2 separate regions of the Mus musculus genome follow, and region 2 is linked to region 1. The links are chromatin contacts, called in public HiChIP or PLAC-seq maps. All regions are on one chromosome and are shown on one strand. Each heading gives the region's core, a stretch centred on a gene start, on an enhancer-like site or on the middle of the called end of the contact. The rest is flanking DNA. Distances are from core to core; before and after follow the strand shown. Region 1 overlaps Sh3pxd2a (SH3 and PX domains 2A). Region 2 holds the start of Gsto2 (glutathione S-transferase omega 2).

Region 1 (5,319 bases), core at 322-2,821:
TGATGCTGGAACGCAGGCATGGTGGCTGGAGCAGCCAGCTGAGAACTCACATCTTGATCCGTGTGTAGGAGACAGAGAGCACCCTGGTGATGGTAGGAGGCTGTTGAGACCTGAGCCTGTCTCCACTGACATCTCCTCCAACAAGACCGCAGCTCCTGATCTCTGCCAAACAGGTCCACCAAACAGGAACCAAGCATTCAAATGTATGATCTTATGGGGGACTGTTTTCATTGGGCCCACCACATGGGGATTAAACATCATGCATGCTAAACAAATTGTCTACCACTGAGCTGTTTATCCCTACACACACACACACACACACACACACACACACACACACCTTTTTTTAAAAAACTTTATTTTTGCCGGGCGTGGTGGCGCACGCCTTTAATCCCAGCACTCGGGAGGCAGAGGCAGGTGGATTTCTGAGTTCGAGGCCAGCCTGGTCTACAAAGTGAGCTCCAGGATAGCCAGGGCTATACAGAGAAACCCTGTCTCGAAAAAACCAAAAAAAAAAAAAAAAAAAACTTTATTTTATGTTTTAAGACATACCCTAGCTAAGTTGTCCAGTGATGTTGCTGATAAAACACCACGACAGAAAGCAACTTAGAAAGGAAAGGGTTTGTTCCATCTTTCATCTCCCAGGCCACACTCCATCTAGGGGAAGTCAGGGCAGGAACCTGAGGCAGAGAAACTGAAGCAGAGGGCATGAGAACACTGCTTACTGGCTTGTTGCTCATGCTCAGCCAGCCTGCTTTCCTATACCATCCAGGACTACTGCGTAGGAGTTAGCGCCACCCACAGTGGCCTGTAATCTCCTACATCAATCATCAGTCAAATATTTTCTCGATTAAGACTCTTTCCCAGATGACCCCAGCTCATGTCAAGTTGATATAAAAACTTGTCAACACACTGGCCATGAGTTTGAGCATTTGAGGATCAGGAGTTTGGGTCATGCTCGGCTACTTAGGGAGTTTCAGGCTAGTCTGGACTACACTGAGATAGTGTTTCTAGGCTTCAGGGGTGGGGCTATTAAAAAAAAATCCTATCATCTGGGGGACTGGGATGCCTGGGTCATGAGTTTGAGGCCAGCCTGGGCTACATGGTATCTCAGTAAGGAAACATAGAAAGTAAACTGGGCATCTGGCTTCTCCATATCTGGGAGTACTGTGTGAGAGACATGATACAGATCACACCGGCTAATAGATACAGTGTGTCTGAACAGGAGAAAACGTGTTCCAGGGGCCTCCTCCAGCCTTCTTGTTAGAGGAGGACCCGGGAGGGCCCTGGAGCAGTTTCTCAGAGGCATTTGTTCACACCCATGGAAGGAGGGCAAGAATTCTGGCTGAATTCCTGGCTGTAGGACCCCACCTAGGCATCTGGCATCGGGACATGCTCCCTAGGGCTGTGCCTGTGACCCCCCTCTGGGGATGAGGCTCCAGGAAGCAGAACTTCTCAGAGTTGATGAGGGAGCACACTAACAGGATAGAGAACAGCCTTGTGCTAGCACAGGGAAGCCTGGGCGGGGCCCTGAGAAGTAGTCTGTCCCCAGTGAGCGAGGATCACAGTGCCTGAGAGAGAATCCCGGAGACCTGGACTTCACTCCATTCTCCCTGTGGGAAGTTCAGCCTGCGCTGTGGTATGGAAGGGTTAACTCGAGCCCCACCCCACCCCTGTCCTGCAGGCAACTAGGCTGCTGCTTTCTGGATAAAGCTTTGTCACGTGAGAGAGCCAGCTGTGGGGATTTCCCCAGCCGTGATGTGTGCATGCGTCTTAAGTGCATGCATGCACAACCGTTTACGTGGCAGTCTGTGAGCTCAGGGGACCTGTCTAAACACTTGCAGATCAGGGGTGGGCCAAGTCAGGAGAGGCCCAGGGCCTCTAGCAGACACTGTGGAGGAGGGGATTGACTGGGCCTGGATCCCACCAGTCTCTGTACAAGAGCACTTTGCACCTTCATAGACTACTGTCTCCTGTAACATCCACCATGCCACAAAGCTATATTGCTTATGGGTGCTTTGTTGTTATTGTTGTTGCTGTTGTTTTGAGCCCTTGGAAGGCTTTGCCATGCAGTCTTCTGGGATTTTCTGCTGGGCCTGAGGGTCCGTCTTTGTACTTTGGTGCCCAGGAAGGTGAAGGACTTTCCTCAGCCTCAGAAGGCCTGCACGTGGCTCAGGAGGGCAATTTTGGATTAGATCAGCGGTCTCAACCTTCCTTATGCTGTGACCCTTTAGTTCCTCATGATGTGGTGACCCCCCCCCCAGCCATAAAATTATTTTCATTGCTACTTCATAGCTGCAATTTTTCTACTGTTTACTGTTATGAACTGTAATATAAACTTCTGATATGTGACACACACCCCCAAAGGGGTCTCAACCCACAAGTTGATAATCCCTAGGCTAGATTAAGATTAGGGCCACAGGCATCAAATGAGCCTTGGTTCCCTTGAAACCAATGGAGTGAAGACCAAAGAAGGCTCCTGCCCCTTTCATCCACTGAGGTTAAACTGGACACTTGAGTGTTTCCAGTGTGATAGAATCGTAGTCAGGGTTAAGACAAAAGGAAATTCAAGACTAACTGGAGACACACAACACTTTGAGTGTGTATGCTAAGATTGGAACCCAGGGCCTTTATACATTCTAGACAAGTGTTCTAACACTAGGATATGTATCTAGCCTAGCTTAGCATGTTTTTATTCAACATCTATTATGTGCCAAATATTTGCTAAGATTATAATCCTAGCGGGTGTTCTGGAGGTGGTTAAAACAGTGAACAGTACAGGGCAAAGGTAGGTGAGATAGACCAACCTTTAAAAAATGCAAGCCGGGCGTGGTGGCGCACGCCTTTAATCCCAGCACTCGGGAGGCAGAGGCAGGCGGATTTCTGAGTTTGAGGCCAGCCTGGTCTACAAAGTGAGTTCCAGGACAGCCAGGGCTACACAGAGAAACCCTGTCTCAAAAAACAAAAAAACAAAACAAAACAAACAAACAAAAAAATGGATATTCTGCTGCTAGTCCTCCACCAAAGGTTTTTGTGACAACCCTTCTCCCTCCACCCAAAAAAAAAAAAGGTCTAGACAGGAAGCCATTGAAGAGAAGTCTTAAAAATTGTGTGGGGTGCTGAAATGTAGCTCTTCACAGTTGGGACCTTCTGGCAGGGGTAGGAGGAACCCAGTTTTCTTTAAGGGGCTGGCCACTGGGAGTTTGACCATGCTCCTGCAAGAATATGGGTAGTACTCAGTGTACTTTTTCTTCTTCTTTTGTTTTGGGGAGGTCACAAGAGTGGAGGGGATGGACCTGGGAGGAGTAGGAAATGAGTGTGATCATGTGATTGGGGTGCATTATGGGAAATTTCCAAATAAGCAATTAAAAAATATTGGGTTAAGAAATGGGTATCCCCAATTTCAGTGCAGAGAAGAGCCCTTACCTGGCCCCTGCAGCCTGTGAGCCCTGTTACCGTAAGGTCTTTGGGGAACTCCCTGACTGACCTCTCCCAGGCTACCTCAGTGAGCCTGAGAGTAGAAGAAGGACACCCTGTAGAGGTGGCCTGGACGGAATCAGGGAGGTAGCCAAGGGTGCCAGACTGCCTCAAGCCGGGGGCTTCCAGGGCAGACAGTATCACTCAGTGGGGTATACATACTGTGTGTGTGTCCTCCTGTGGACATACTGTGTGTGTGTGTGTCCTCCTGTGCTGAGGATACCCAGTGGAGCTGGATCAGCAGAAGGGCCCCGGCAGTGCATGTGGACCGTGCTCACTAAATAGCTGGCCGTTGATTCTTTGATGATCTGATAGCCAGAGTCCTGAGTGAGAGACGGGATGTTCTACTCTGGATTGTCCTGGATGGGAACGTCCGTCCTGAGTGAGCATGCTGCCCTTGACTCCTCCCTACAGCCCTTCCCTCCTCCCTTTTGGCTTCTGAAGGAGTAGCCAAGGGGTGGGTGGATCCAGGACTATAGGCCTGCAGTGGCTGGATGACTGATTTATTGAAGTCACTGGCCTGTTTCTGTGCTGCCTCTGTGTGTGTGAGCACACACAATGCCCTAGGTGAGGGCTGCTCAGGGATGGCTGCTTCTCTCTGTGTGTGAGCACACACAGTGCCCTAGGTGGGGGCTGCTCAGAGATGGCTGCTTCTGTGTGTGTGTGAGCACACACAATGCCCTAGGTGAGGGCTGCTCAGGGATGGCTGCTTCTCTCTGTGTGTGAGCACACACAATGCCCTAGGTGGGGGCTGCTCAGGGATGGCTGCTTCTCTCTGTGTGTGAGCACACACAGTGCCCTAGGTGGGGACTGCTCAGAGATGTGGGTAGATAGCCTCAGGGAGACCTCTCAGTGAGTGGGGTGGACCACCAAGGCAGACCACCCGGTGGAGGGAGGGGCTGGGATGCTGGGATTCTCAGCCTTGAGTTTATTTCTTCTCTGCTGCACACAAACAACCGAGCTCCAGGAAAGGTGAGGACTTGAGAGCTGAGGGGGAGGCCACACCCAAGGGGCTGTGGGGGTCAAGCTGCAGCTGCTGGGAGCAGATGCTTAGCCCCGCCCACCCACTTCCCCACTAAGTGCTCCTCTGTCTGCCCACACATCTCCCAATGTGGCCACCTGTCTTTAAACGCTTCTGGTGTGCTGAGGCCCCTCCCTTTCCCGGGACAGCTGAGTGGTCCCGATGGTTGCTTTCCTTGAATCCCCTAGGCTGAACTGTCCTGGTCCAAGCCCTGGCTTGGGAAGGCATCCTTTTCTTGGTCCTTTAAAAGCTGTGGATTCCCCCATCTCCCCACCTGAGCAGACAATCCGCCTGTTTTTCTTTCAGCCGCTCAGGCTACAGGGTTCAGTACATTCCTGCCTTAGGTTGGGCTGTCCCATGTGTACCCTGGATTCTGGGAAAGGCAAGACTCTGGGGGAAGAAGACCTTTGTAGCTGCAGGCAAAATGTGGGAACCTGGTTGCTTTTACAGAGAGGAACGCAGCAGAAATAAATAAGGCCAGAGGGGAAGACCAGAAAATGATGTCTCCATTAGGCCCCCTTTGTTCCCAATTCCTGGTCTGCTTGCTTGGGCTCAACTCTGACACCATCTCTTCCTTGCAGTGGGGTCTTGGGAAAGGACCTTAACTCCCCTGAGCCTCAGTTCCCTCCTCTGCAGAAGGCAGATCAATTACTGTCAGGATTCAGTAGGAAGCTGTATATTACATGTTCAGCATCTTGTTCTTGTCCCACCTCCCTCGGGTTGAGTGAAGAGTGCTGCCATCTACCTGAATCTTAAGCAAGTAGTGCTCTCTCTCCCTCTCCCTCTCCCTCTCCCTCTCCCTCTCCCTCTCCTTCCCCCTC
Region 2 (5,717 bases), core at 3,202-5,701, 530 kb before region 1:
TAACTCTGATAGAGACGGACAGGCTGGATGGTAAGACTGAAACAAGGAACACAAGAACCATGCCCTGTTAGGTAAGGAGACAGCTTCTGAGAAGACAGAAGTACCTTTTGTTAGGTCTCAAACCCGGGACAAACAGCAGAGGTGCCCGTGGACACCAGGTTTCCCCAGCAGTCCTCCTGGCTGGCACACCCACCCCCTACCCTAATCTTCTCTAGCCCAGGGACTATGCTGGGCTGCACTTCCCCCAGCTGCTTTCCCTATATGACCCAGCCATTTGGGGTACCCCAGCCTTCTTACCCGTTTGAACCTCTTAGCCTCTGCTCCTGGCTCTCCTCTCTCCTTCCACCCTCTCCTCACAGGGCCCAACTCAGTCAGCTGATTCTGTCTGCTCTGCACTCTCCCAGATGTTTCTGCCTCTGACTGTGCCTGCAAACTCCCCTATATCTATAGTGAAACCCTCCACCTCAGGAGCAGTCATGCCCACCTTTTTATTTCTTGTCTTTCATTCACCTTTCACATAAATACAGCAGATAACCGCCGAGGAGACCACACCCAGGTTCTAAAGAGAAAATAAAAATGAGTCATTACTGACCAGCTGGTGCTTGACTGGTCCTGTTTAACCCTTAAACTGGCCTGTACGTATGCATCCTACAGGATGGATTATCCCAATGGAAAGATGAATAAAGATGAATATGAATATACACACACACATATTCAATATATATACATATTCAATAGCCTCTAACTTTTAGAGATGCTTTAGGTTCACAACAATATAAAACAGAACATACAGAGGTACCTCACAGTCTCCCTACCTCCACATACAGCCTCCTATCTCTCCAGAGAGGCACCTACGCTACAGTAGATGAACATATATTGACACAGCACTCCCGGTCCACAATTCACAAAAACCACTCGGTACTGGTCAACTTGATCTCTACATCACATGTTATGATTTATATTTTGGTATTTTTTTCAGCTGCTTAAAACGACAGTCCTGAAAAGCATTCTTAGCACTTTGAGCTGCATAAAATTCAGCCAGCAGCCTGAGTTAGCCAGGTGGTTTTGATTTGGTCATTCATAGCTGTTTATGTTGCAATGGCTGAGATAGCAACAGTCAGGAAGGGAATTCTACTTGCAAACTGGGAGGTTCTATTGTGCCAGAAGGGCAAACATTTCCAGCTTTCCCCTCACGATTCACTCCTTCTAAAGGAATCGAAATCTGAGAACAGCAAATGTCATTTGTAACAGGTTTGCCTGAGCAAGCTGTTGTGGTATGTGGTATGGTCCTAAAACTTGAAGTCTGTGGCAAGGGGATCACAAATTTGATGCCAATTAGGGCTACAGAGTGACCACTGTCTCAAGATAAAAAGTATGTCTGTAATATGGGAGGTCACGTTTTGAGATACAAGTCTATTTGGAGAAGTTAGGACAAAGGTAGAACATATTCTCCACCTATGGGAGGCAGTACAATGTCAGGAGTCTCAAAATGGGCCATGGAACCAGATGGGTTGTGAGACCTGCCTTGGTCCTTGGGCACAATGCTTAGCCTCTCTGCCCTCCATCTTCCTTGTTTAAGATGACAACCACCAGTGTGTATATGATGGTTTTGACTATGGAGTGAAATTGTGCGGAGTTCTATCTCAGTGACCCTCAAAATTAAAGAGAAATACTAATGAGTAAGAAGGCATTTTTATAGCATGATGCCTTCCCATTCTGCACCCATGAAGAGACACACATTGCAATTCAGCTTGCCGGGCATATGAGAATTAGAATCTAACTCACCACACTATTTCCCCCGTTAACAGTTTAATGCTGGCTGAGTGTGCTGAATGCTTCAGGCTACATTTCAGTAATGTGATTTTTTTTAATCTCTCGAAAGATCACAACAGTTTTCCCAGAAGGATTTTAATCATGACCTTTAAGCTTGTTCTCTGCTTCCTCTTAAAATTTCAGTAGGTAACTCCTAAGTGGTTTTTTTTTTTTTGCAAATGTTCCATCTATGCTATCCCGTGTTTGCATCTCTGTTATATTGACCAACTCAAGCACAAAACAATTTTAATAAGGTCATGGAAATCTATTAGAAATAATTTTTCAGACATCTGAAATATAATCATATCCACTGTTTCTCTGTGTGTGAAGGTACACACACACACACAGACACACACACACAGACACTCAAGGTGTGAGCTTGGATGGCAGAGGCCAGAGGTCTTTTGAGATGGGGGTCTCACCTTCTTACCTGGAACTTGCTGATTCGGTTGAGCTGGCCCCAAAGCCCCAGAAACCCACCTCAGCTTCCTCCATGGCACTGGGATTACAAACCCGGGCCACCACACCAGGTCTTGTTTGTGCGTCTGGGGTTGGAAGTCAGGTTCTTGTGTTTGTTCAACAAGCACTTTACCCACTAAGTCATCTCCCCAGTCCCTGAGCTGCTTTTCTAAAAATAGAGGAATCTCTGGTCATGGTGATTAATGATGTATGTATTTACAGAATGGAAATAATTTCTTCACTCGATTTCAGTTTGTTTTAAGGAAAGGGGGGCCTTTCTTTCTTCCTTTGTCTTTTTTTTTTTTTTTTAATGTAATTCTGGCTGTCCTGGAACTTACTCTGTAGACCAGGCTGGCCTCAAACTTAGAGACCCACCTGCCTCTGCCTCTGCCTCCCAAGTGCTGGAATTAAATGTGTGCACTTTTATGCCAGCTTGAGTTGTTTGTTTGTTTGTTTGTTTGTTTGTTTGTTCGGCTTAAAAAAACCTTTTGGTCACAAGTCTAATATTAGCAGATGCTAGATTATGATTGTATTTGTCTCTTTGAATGCCCACTTGACATGAAAGATCACATTACTGGGTGTCCACTATTGTTCACTGAACTCCTTGGGCCAGATGAGGGAAAGGGTTCTACTCTCACAGCTGCCTTTATTCAGGGCTTGCAAGGAGCAAGGACCATAGGGAAGCTCATGTCCCAATGGCGTTAACGTTGGGACATATGAAATGAGGTGACTGAAGTGACCACAGGAGGACCTTCCCATCCAGGTCAGGAAAACTGGGTCAGAGGAGACCTTCTTTTAAAGTGCTTGTTTTCTTATCCCTGTGTCTTTAATGACATGTGTGACACATTTATACACCCTGATAATAATATTTGAATAGTCAAAAAGCAAAATTTCAAGAGTCTGACATCAAAGTTTGTAAACGCGTGCAAAAGCAGCAACATCGCCTGCCGAAACCAAACCATGATAGGGATAGGACAGGGACGTGCCCAGAATTATTGCCAGGACCTTTTTTGGATATCAAGTTCCACGGATGCTCAACAACTTTATATAAAATGGCGAAGCATTTGCAACTCACCTACCCACACACTCCTAGACACATCAAACCACCTCTAGATGACTTAGAATAGCCAACACAAGGTAAACGTTGTTACACTGCATTGCTTAGGGGATACTGACATGAGAAGTCTGAATATACTCAGTTCGGATGTAATTTTTCTTTTCTAGTCTAATTAAATTGGAATGATGTGGAATCCATTGATAACAGATGATATTATTCTGTCTTGGCTTAATCTCTAAATGTAAGAGCTCTTAGGAAAAGGAACTTTATAGATATATAAACTTATCTAAAGAGCAGTCTTTTTTACAACAAACATAGGCTACATTTGAATCGCTCCACCTTTTAGTAGCTGGGTTACTTTGGGCTAATAATCAAAAGCTCCAACAACCCTGATTTTCTAACACACTGGCGTTCTAATCTGTAATGCGGAGGTAAGAGTACCATGTGGTTTAGGGAAGTGTTATTAGGATCAGTATGGCAAGCATCTAATACTTAGCATGTGTCTGTCATCTAGCAAGGACTTAACATTAGCTGTTATTGTGATTACTATTATTTGAACGTAGCAGGGACGATTTTCGTAGCCTTCAAAAGACAGGCAGTCTCAGAAACGAAATTCTCCTGCCTGTCTGTGTCATCAACTAGTTAAGCCGAACTGAGGTACGAAACTCCAGATCTGTGGAACTCTGCGTGCCTGTCTTCGTCCAAACTGGAAAATTAATTTCAATGACAGGTTTCTGGCTTAAAGAAAACTCAATAATCTAAAACTATTGACTATTCTTTCTTCCTTACGATTTCTTTACCCTATTGCTATATTCTAGGCTCCCTTACACATTTTTAGTGAAATTTTTTATAAAAAGAAAAAGAAAGAAACATTAGCTATGGTTAAACATTTGGGTTTTCTTTTAAAATGTAACTGCAAAATTAAAAGTTGGCGATCCTATTCTGAAAAGCCCAGATTTTACAAGTCCCCCAAAGTTCAGAATTGACCTCAAAATCCTTTTCCCTTCCGACACAGCGCAGGTGAGGCCGAACCCCCCAGTGGCGGTGGCAGAAAAAGCATCTCAGAGCAACCTTCGGGCGGCTATGGCTCCAACCCGGAGTTGGGACGCCCGGCGGCCGACGCGGAGGCGGGCCCGCCCCTTCTCACGGTGCTACCCCGCAATTGGCCGCCGAGCCCTGCGCTCCAGCCAATACCTGGCTCGTCTGGAAGAGCGAGCCAATAGGCGACCGCGTTATAGCAGCTTGCTCGAGAAACGAGGGTCAGGCCGGAAATCTATGGCTACCTAAAGAGGAAGTCGGTAGCAGGCGGTTCCTCTCAGCCGCTGGTCTCACATCCTACTGGGAATCCGCGAGGAACCGCCAGGGCCTGCCCGGGGGCTGGGGGCCGGCGGCACAGATGGCTCCGCTCGGAGTAGGACGCTAGTTGTCCCGTTTGTGAAGTCAGCCAATCCCTGCCTCCCCAGGGTGCGGGCCCCCCATCACCGTGAAGCTAAACCCTAAATGCGGCGCTGAGCTTTGCCAGTTTTGGCGCCCTTAACGAATCACCCCCGTGGTTGTCGCAGGCAAGCCAGAAAACAACTACAGAAAACCTGGCGGTCGGTGGGTTGCCATTCTTAAGGGCATTCATTGTCCTCCAGATCCTTCTGCCAACATCTTAAGACCTCACTTAACATCTGGACCAGACTCACCATCCCTAGAATGGAGTGAGGTTCCCAGACTACCTGTCTTATGGAAGTGATAGAAGTATTAAGATTAACCTTTCCCATTGGGAGATTTCATCCATTACTTATTCAGTCTTATATACTGAACTGGCTAGTGTGATTTTAACGGTATTGCATGTGGCACACCTATAGAAGACAGAACTATATCTGCCTTGTTTGGAAGGAAGGATTTGAAAGGGCTAGAAGTAGGAGCTAGTGAGATCGTTTGGTGGTTGTTTGCTGCTCTTCCAGAAGGGAGATTCGTTTCCTATCACCCCACAGCCTCTGCCGGTATCACCAGCTCCAAGGGATCCCGTGCACGCACACACACACACACACACACACACATTTTTTAAGAAATTAGGAACTGAGAGCTCAAGCAAGAGGCTACCCCAGTCATGTTGACCTGAGGTGGTTTGGACTCAGTTTTCGATGCTCACAAGAGGAATAAGAGATTTAATGATGGAAAGTATGGGGAAATCACAGTTTTCAGACATGAGTAATCAAAAACTTGACATTTTTCTTGATATCCAAATCTAGATGTCTGTATCAAACCAGAGGTGATGGCCTTGGGGATGGCAGTGAAGACTGTTAGGACCATTAGATCAGATTGTTCTGAAATAGAAATACAGGAGTGGGGCCCTGGGGGGCACCGCTTAGGCCAGAAGGTCAAATTATGAGAAAGGAGC

Evidence for each region. HiChIP or PLAC-seq counts read pairs in DNA pulled down with a chosen protein or histone mark.
Region 2: an H3K27ac HiChIP or PLAC-seq map of thymic regulatory T cells shows a contact between it and region 1, with 5 times the contacts expected there. The contact joins the promoter of Gsto2 here to the enhancer-like site in region 1. A contact is called at or near these places in 3 of 39 promoter capture datasets (the 3T3-L1 cell line, maxillary cranial neural crest and pre-B cells), 1 of 15 datasets of contacts at CTCF or cohesin (the NIH/3T3 cell line), 8 of 115 datasets of contacts at active chromatin or transcription factors (T-cell acute lymphoblastic leukemia, astrocytes, embryonic midbrain and 5 more) and 2 of 9 other capture datasets (embryonic stem cells and liver).

The regions. Positions count from the first base shown.
Region 1 is chr19:47,327,308-47,332,626 of GRCm38.p6, reverse strand. The region is part of intron 6 of Sh3pxd2a (SH3 and PX domains 2A); the gene reads left to right. Among named protein-coding and RNA genes, the nearest start is that of Gm29834, 43 kb to the right of the region's middle. Within about 2 kb of position 1,571, at least 223 of the 459 cell types and tissues checked have an H3K27ac peak or open chromatin away from gene starts, as enhancers often do. A contact at or near this core is called in the NIH/3T3 cell line, embryonic stem cells, liver and 3 more, where this site is marked.
Region 2 is chr19:47,864,528-47,870,244 of GRCm38.p6, reverse strand. Gsto2 (glutathione S-transferase omega 2) reads right to left here and starts at 4,451. Exons shown (of 9, transcript NM_026619.2): 1 at 4,316-4,451; 2 at 485-559; 3 at 1-36. It overlaps Gsto1 (glutathione S-transferase omega 1), which reads right to left. Exons shown (of 6, transcript NM_010362.3): 6 at 5,455-5,717.